Regions from separate parts of the Gossypium hirsutum genome. Here region 2 is linked to region 1. Evidence: chromatin contacts called from public Hi-C data. All regions are on one chromosome and are shown on one strand. Each heading gives the region's core, a stretch centred on a gene start, on an enhancer-like site or on the middle of the called end of the contact. The rest is flanking DNA. Distances are from core to core; before and after follow the strand shown. Region 1 holds the start of LOC107952074 (endoglucanase 6-like). Region 2 holds the start of LOC107952072 (probable GABA transporter 2).

The links. A called contact is a pair of places that touch in the nucleus more often than the background predicts.
Region 2: a contact with region 1 is called in a Hi-C map of leaf, with 1.8 times the contacts expected there. The contact joins the promoter of LOC107952072 here to the promoter of LOC107952074 in region 1. A contact is called at or near these places in 5 of 34 Hi-C or Micro-C datasets (callus and leaf).

What each region holds. Positions count from the first base shown.
Region 1 is chrA02:46,996,286-46,999,287 of Gossypium_hirsutum_v2.1, forward strand. It overlaps LOC107952074 (endoglucanase 6-like), which reads right to left and starts at 1,465. Exons shown (of 8, transcript NM_001327596.1): 1 at 1,268-1,465; 2 at 965-1,177; 3 at 627-827; 4 at 82-171. The coding sequence starts at 1,465.
Region 2 is chrA02:47,162,745-47,165,746 of Gossypium_hirsutum_v2.1, forward strand. It overlaps LOC107952072 (probable GABA transporter 2), which reads right to left and starts at 1,598. Exons shown (of 7, transcript XM_016887319.2): 1 at 1,290-1,598; 2 at 983-1,213; 3 at 492-535; 4 at 67-253. The coding sequence starts at 1,374.

The DNA.
Region 1 (3,002 bases), core at 215-2,714:
AACATGGATCAAATAGTTTGTTTAACAATTTCTTTTCTTTTCTTTTCTTTTCTTTTCTTTTTTTTAAAAGAAGAAGCTTACATTGTAGCCGCTGACGGATCGGTAGTATTTTTGGGCAACTGTGATGCTGCTGTCGTATTTGCCTCTGTACTTATCAGCAAAATCGAATAGCTGAAAACAGAAACCAAATATCAAAATGTGTATGTAATATGCGGAAAGAAGGAAGGGTAATTCTGGGATATGCGGGTTTAATTTGGACCGTCGACATAGTGTTAGTACGTGAGAAACGAAAATTTAAATTGAGACCTTTACGGTACAATGAACGATTGAGATCTACTAGTACAATAGATCTACACGGTCATAAGATAACTTATTACACGTGTTAACGGTGCAAGGGCGCCATGATCCGATTTATACGCCGAAAAAGTTTACTACTACTTTAAACGACAACGTTTCCTTTAAAGACGAGACAAAATGTTAAACAGGTTTTTGGGGAAAAAGGAACTTGAACAGTTACTACCAAAATAAATAAATAAATTCTAAAATTAAAAAAATTAATTTCATTTATAAATAAAAATTTTATCGTGAACTGTAACTGTAAGCTAAAGGGAGTAGGAAAATAATACCTGATAAGCGTGGTGAAGAAGCTCGCTGGAATATGCAGGGTTGGAGCGGCGGAAGACGATTGAAGCGGCAGCCATGGCAGCTGCAGTTTCACCGGCAAGATCCGACCCGGGGTTGCTCGGGTCAATCTTGTAAGCGTGACGGTCGGTTGTCATGTCTTCGGGTCTTTGCCAACAGTAATGGTCAGTGTTTCCATCTCCCACCTAAAAAAAAAAAAAGAACAAGTTGATAGGAAATGGATCTTAGCCTTAAAATGTTGCTTTCGAGTTGGTGATTTGAAAAAGATCTGGACATATTAGTTACAAAAAACAATAGTGCATTTAAATATATATATATACACCTCTCCATAAAGGACATAAGGTTCCGGGTGGGCTTTGATAAGATAGTCAGTACCCCACTTGACGGCTTCCATGGCATGGCCGAGCTCTCCATTTGCAGCCATTGGTTTGCCGTACTCTATTATACTCCAGGACATCATTGTTATGGTGAATGCCATTGGAAGACCAAACTTCACATTGTCCCCTGCATCATAGTACCCTCCTACCAGATCCACCTGTTAAATTTCACAATCAAATTACAACCCCATAACTCTCAAAAGAAAAAAAAGTGGGACTATGGGAGTGGGAGTGTAAGTTTAGCTTACCCCACTGACTTTGCCGTCATTCAAGCCGGAATTAGCTCGCCATGTGACTCTCTGGTTATGAGGAAGATAACCAGATCTCTGAGCTTCAAAGAAGAGAATGCTCTTACTGAGAGCTTGGTTATAGTCATGCCAACCCAATGCAAAAGGAAGACAGAGTACCATTAAAAGCAGAGGAGCCATTGACATTGATTTCTCCATGTATTCACAGTAATCAGAAAGACACTAAAAATCAAATTTCAAGAGAGTGAAAACCAAATCTGTTTCTATACTGCAAAAATGGGATTTCCTTCAACTTTCTAAAACTAATAAGAGGACCCCATTTTGGATTAAACACACAATGTGGGTAGAATTTTATCAGTTTAAAATTCCTGATGAACCCACCAACAAGAGGGAGATAGAGAGGAAGAGAGAGCAGTGAGAATGGGAAATGGAAGAGGAGCTGAAGCCTCTATATATTGCAAAAGGAAGGAAGCAACCGAGAGGCAAGAAATAGGAAGGGATCAATAAATGCAATATTTTTAAATTTTATTTCATAATAAAATTATTTTTGCCATTTTGGAGGAGAGGAAAACGGCTGATAAAAGAAAAGAACAGGATCATGTGGGTGTCTCTGGCTCTTTACTGGGAAGAGTCGGTGTGGATTTTAATGCTATTTTAGGGTGAAAAAAATAGCAGCTGATGTTGAAAATATTATTACGTACAAAATTTAAAGTTGATGTTTTGATTTTGATTAGACTGAGTTCTCATTTGCCAAACCAAACAGGTAGGAGAAAAAAAAACGCAGGGATGTGGGAGCCGAAGGTTTCAAGATTTTGAATGTCCATAATACCCCAGAAATCGGTCAGAACAACATGTCTCATTTTGCTACCAAAACCTGCACTGCACAAACTTGTGGCTACAAATATTGGACAATTTCGGCTTTGCAAATAATTGGGTTTGGCATTACAGGTCTATGTATTAGGTAAAAGTTTTACAACTAAGACCTAAAAGTGATGTCCCCAGTTGGGTGGGGTTGCCTGATTTATATATAATATTAATAGATTTTATGATTATTTAAACTCAGTTCAACCCAAGTTACTATTTTAAATTTATATGTTTTTATTTATTAAATTTTAAATATAAGCAATTTAACATACAATTTTTTAATGTTTATAATATATTATTAATTTATTATATATTTAATTTTTATTTATTATAAATTACATAATATATTATAAATTTAGAAAATAGTCTAGCCTTGAACTTTACATATTAAAATCTTAAATTTAACCTAAATTTTTAATGAGTCTAACTTTTATTTGAGCTCATTTTTTGAGATTAATATCTTTTAAGTAAATTCTTATAAATTCAAGTAAGCTTTTGAACTTAAACTAATAACTTAATATTTATATATAAGGCTAATATTTTGCATACTGATTATTCTAATTTTATAAGCAATTTAATTTATTTTTATCATATTGTAACCTTTAAAATTATAAAAACAGTACTCCAAATAAATTTCTTATATATTTAATACATGCCATTTATTGAAGAAGGTTGGATGATGAAGCAAAAGAAATTGAACCAAAAAGCCATTATTTTTTGTCCAGCTAAAAGGGATTCAGGTTTTAAAACTAGGATGGTGGGATGAAGGTGTTAAAAATGCATGGGTGCCTCTACATATATTTAAGCATTAATGAAAATTTGTACAATGTAACACGTGCAAAATAAATTATACAATACGATACCTAAAATT
Region 2 (3,002 bases), core at 348-2,847, 170 kb after region 1:
TTCCCTACCAGGCTAACATAAGAACCTATAAACCAAGATTTGGAAGCAGGTCAATGGAGTCTGTACCTGCATTAATACAAGCACCAACCATAAGGAAAGTGTACCCCAAGCAGAGAATAAGGGAAGCAAAATTGATATGTCTGAGGGAATGGAAGGAAGGAAGTTGAGAGAGAACTATCATCACCACTGTCACCATTGCTATAAACTCATACAGCTTCAATGATCCATTTGGAGAAAGGTTTTCATACATGATCTTTCCAAAAACCAAAAACAGGCAAAATTAGAAAAACATAAAAGAATAGCAATAAATGACCCAATTTTACCCCATATTCAAGTCACATCTTCGAACTAGAGCTAGCCATTGGACCATGCTAGAAGATGGAAATTTAATTTTCAAATGTATTTGATGAGATCGAAGTTGCTATTATATGTCATATTCATAGCTCATATAACTTCCAAATGGAATTAATAGATGGATTGGAGGACCATACCTTGAGGCATTCCCCTGCAAGCAAAATTGCCCCTATGCCAACCCCTGTATTGATAGCGGTTTGGATGAATATAACAAAATAAAACATCCAACCAGACCCTGCATGAAACATTGTCGTCTCCTTTTAACATCTTTAACCACGGAACTAAACACTGGGTTCAGTTCTGTCCTAATTGCAAGAACTCTTTCAGAATCACCTATCCTAACCTATTAGGTAAAGACACGTATACAACTTGTATAATGTGAATTGCCAAAATCGAAATGGAAAAAAGTCAACCTTCTTTTTATTCTAGGAATGATATCATCGAACTTGGAATGTCACTGTAAGACAGTAATCATTTTCCATTAGTTTATATGTGATCCAACTTCTACGCTTTACAAAATCTAATAATTACTGAAAATGAATACCGAACCGCAAGCGAAAATGCAACCGGCTAACACGGAACGAATATTGCATGACCGAAATAAAGGAAAATTTATGTCGGTCGCTACCTAAAACGTCGGCGGCGAGTTCACGGAAGCGGATATGGCGGCGGCCGGCTTTTTCACAGTGCTCAAGCACCTTGGACATGAGATAGTAAGAGTAGAAAGTGACGCATCCTAAAACCGTTAAACATAAGAAACCCAGGCCCCAACCTAGTCCCCTGAACGCGTACGGCAGTGTCAGAATTGTCGGCCCCACTATTGCCGTCGTCAGATGAAACCCCGCATGCCACCACTTCCCTATAAAGAAAAAAAAAACGATTTGGTTATATCATGGCTTTATAATTTTGCTCTGATTCTGATTCTGATTCTTCACCTTTTGATTCAAGAACAAAGGTAGCTCCGGCATCAGAATCCAGGCGGAACTCCGGGAACGGGTCTCGTTCTGGAGGCTCCGCCATTAATTGTGCCTCTGAAAGAAGAAGAAGAAGAAGAAGGGTTAATTTATTATGGGAAGTAACGCACGGTAGCAACCACCACGTGGGGAAGGAGGACCCGATGAAGGGAGAGCTTAGCTTAGCCGCCCGAGGACGTAAAAGAATCCACTAAATTAGTGAACAAACATCATCATTCATCATACAAGGGGGTGATAGAATGTGTTCGTCTAAATATAAAATCAACAGGTCTTCAATGTTGCTTGTGGTTCTGTATTAATTCGTATGAGAAAATTACCTGACTGCCTACCCAAGTGTGAATTAAATATGGTGATAGGTAAGGGTTTTTTGGTCTTTTTATTTTCTCTATTTTCCTACAGCCTACCGGGAGTCGGCCATACAAGAAGTTTCCTTGGTTTCCGTGACTATGGAATTCGAGATCTTACAAAAACTAGTTGCATTTCTTTGGAACGTGGATCCTAAAATTTAGCCCTTATAAAAAATACATTTCCAAATAATTATATTATTTTATCAAAATTAAAATTAAAATTAAAATTAAAATAAATCTCAACATTATTCGCAATTAAATTTAAAACAATTAGAAAATTTTTATAATTAAATTAAAATCTTAAATTGTAGTTAGAAGTTGTATTACGAGGGAAAGTTTCTTCAAAAGAATTTAGGAAAGTGTTGATATCTAACTGTTTCAAACCAATATTTTAATTGTATAAATTTAAATATTTTTTAAAAATTATACTTTATTTTATTTATCTCTTTCAACTTTAATATATTATTTTTTATTTTCATATATGTAATTTAAATTGAGTTTCAATGAGTAATTGTTTATTATTAAGTTTATATATGATATCAATTGTTATAAAATATTATCTTTTTATAAAAATAAATTGTTGTGATTGTCAAAATATAATGTTTCCATTTTATTTTATAACAAATATTTTTATGCATTGTTTGTTTCACTAATATTAACTTTTACCAAATAATTTCAAGAAAATTTACTAAAAGATATCAATTTTTTCAAAAAGTTAATCCATTTTTCAAAAGTCATTTTCAATGAAACAAAGATAGCCTTAGAGATTAATCAAATTTTTTTCGAGTTTTGAATGGGATTGGTCTCGAGCTCGATCTAAATAGGTTTAGGGGGTTGATCATTGCAAAATCAAGCTTTCTTGAGCTTAGGTTTTTTTTTAGTTCCGATTTTTTCGAGCTTGGATTTTCTCAAGCTCATATTGGCTCGAGCTTACTTTGTTAACGCTACTTTTATATAATTATTTTATTGTTATTAATTATAGATTATAGATTGTAAAGGTCAAATTTTGCATCAGTTACAGGTTTAGTCCTTATACTATAATTTTCTCAATTTTAATCCATGTAAAACAATAGCATTTAAATTTATTAAGACTATCTATACTACGTATAACTCATCAATTTAGTTCCTATTCTTCTCAAATGTCATTCTTAACTCAATTGGTAGCCGTTTAAATCCTTTAACTACAATGATATGATTTTTTATATGTAAAAATAATAAGTCGACATAATATTACACATATAATAATATGCATGTTGTATAAGATTTAGTAAATAGTAAAAGTTAATTATTTTTTAAAATAAAATTTAACTAAAAAATTTTAATGTCT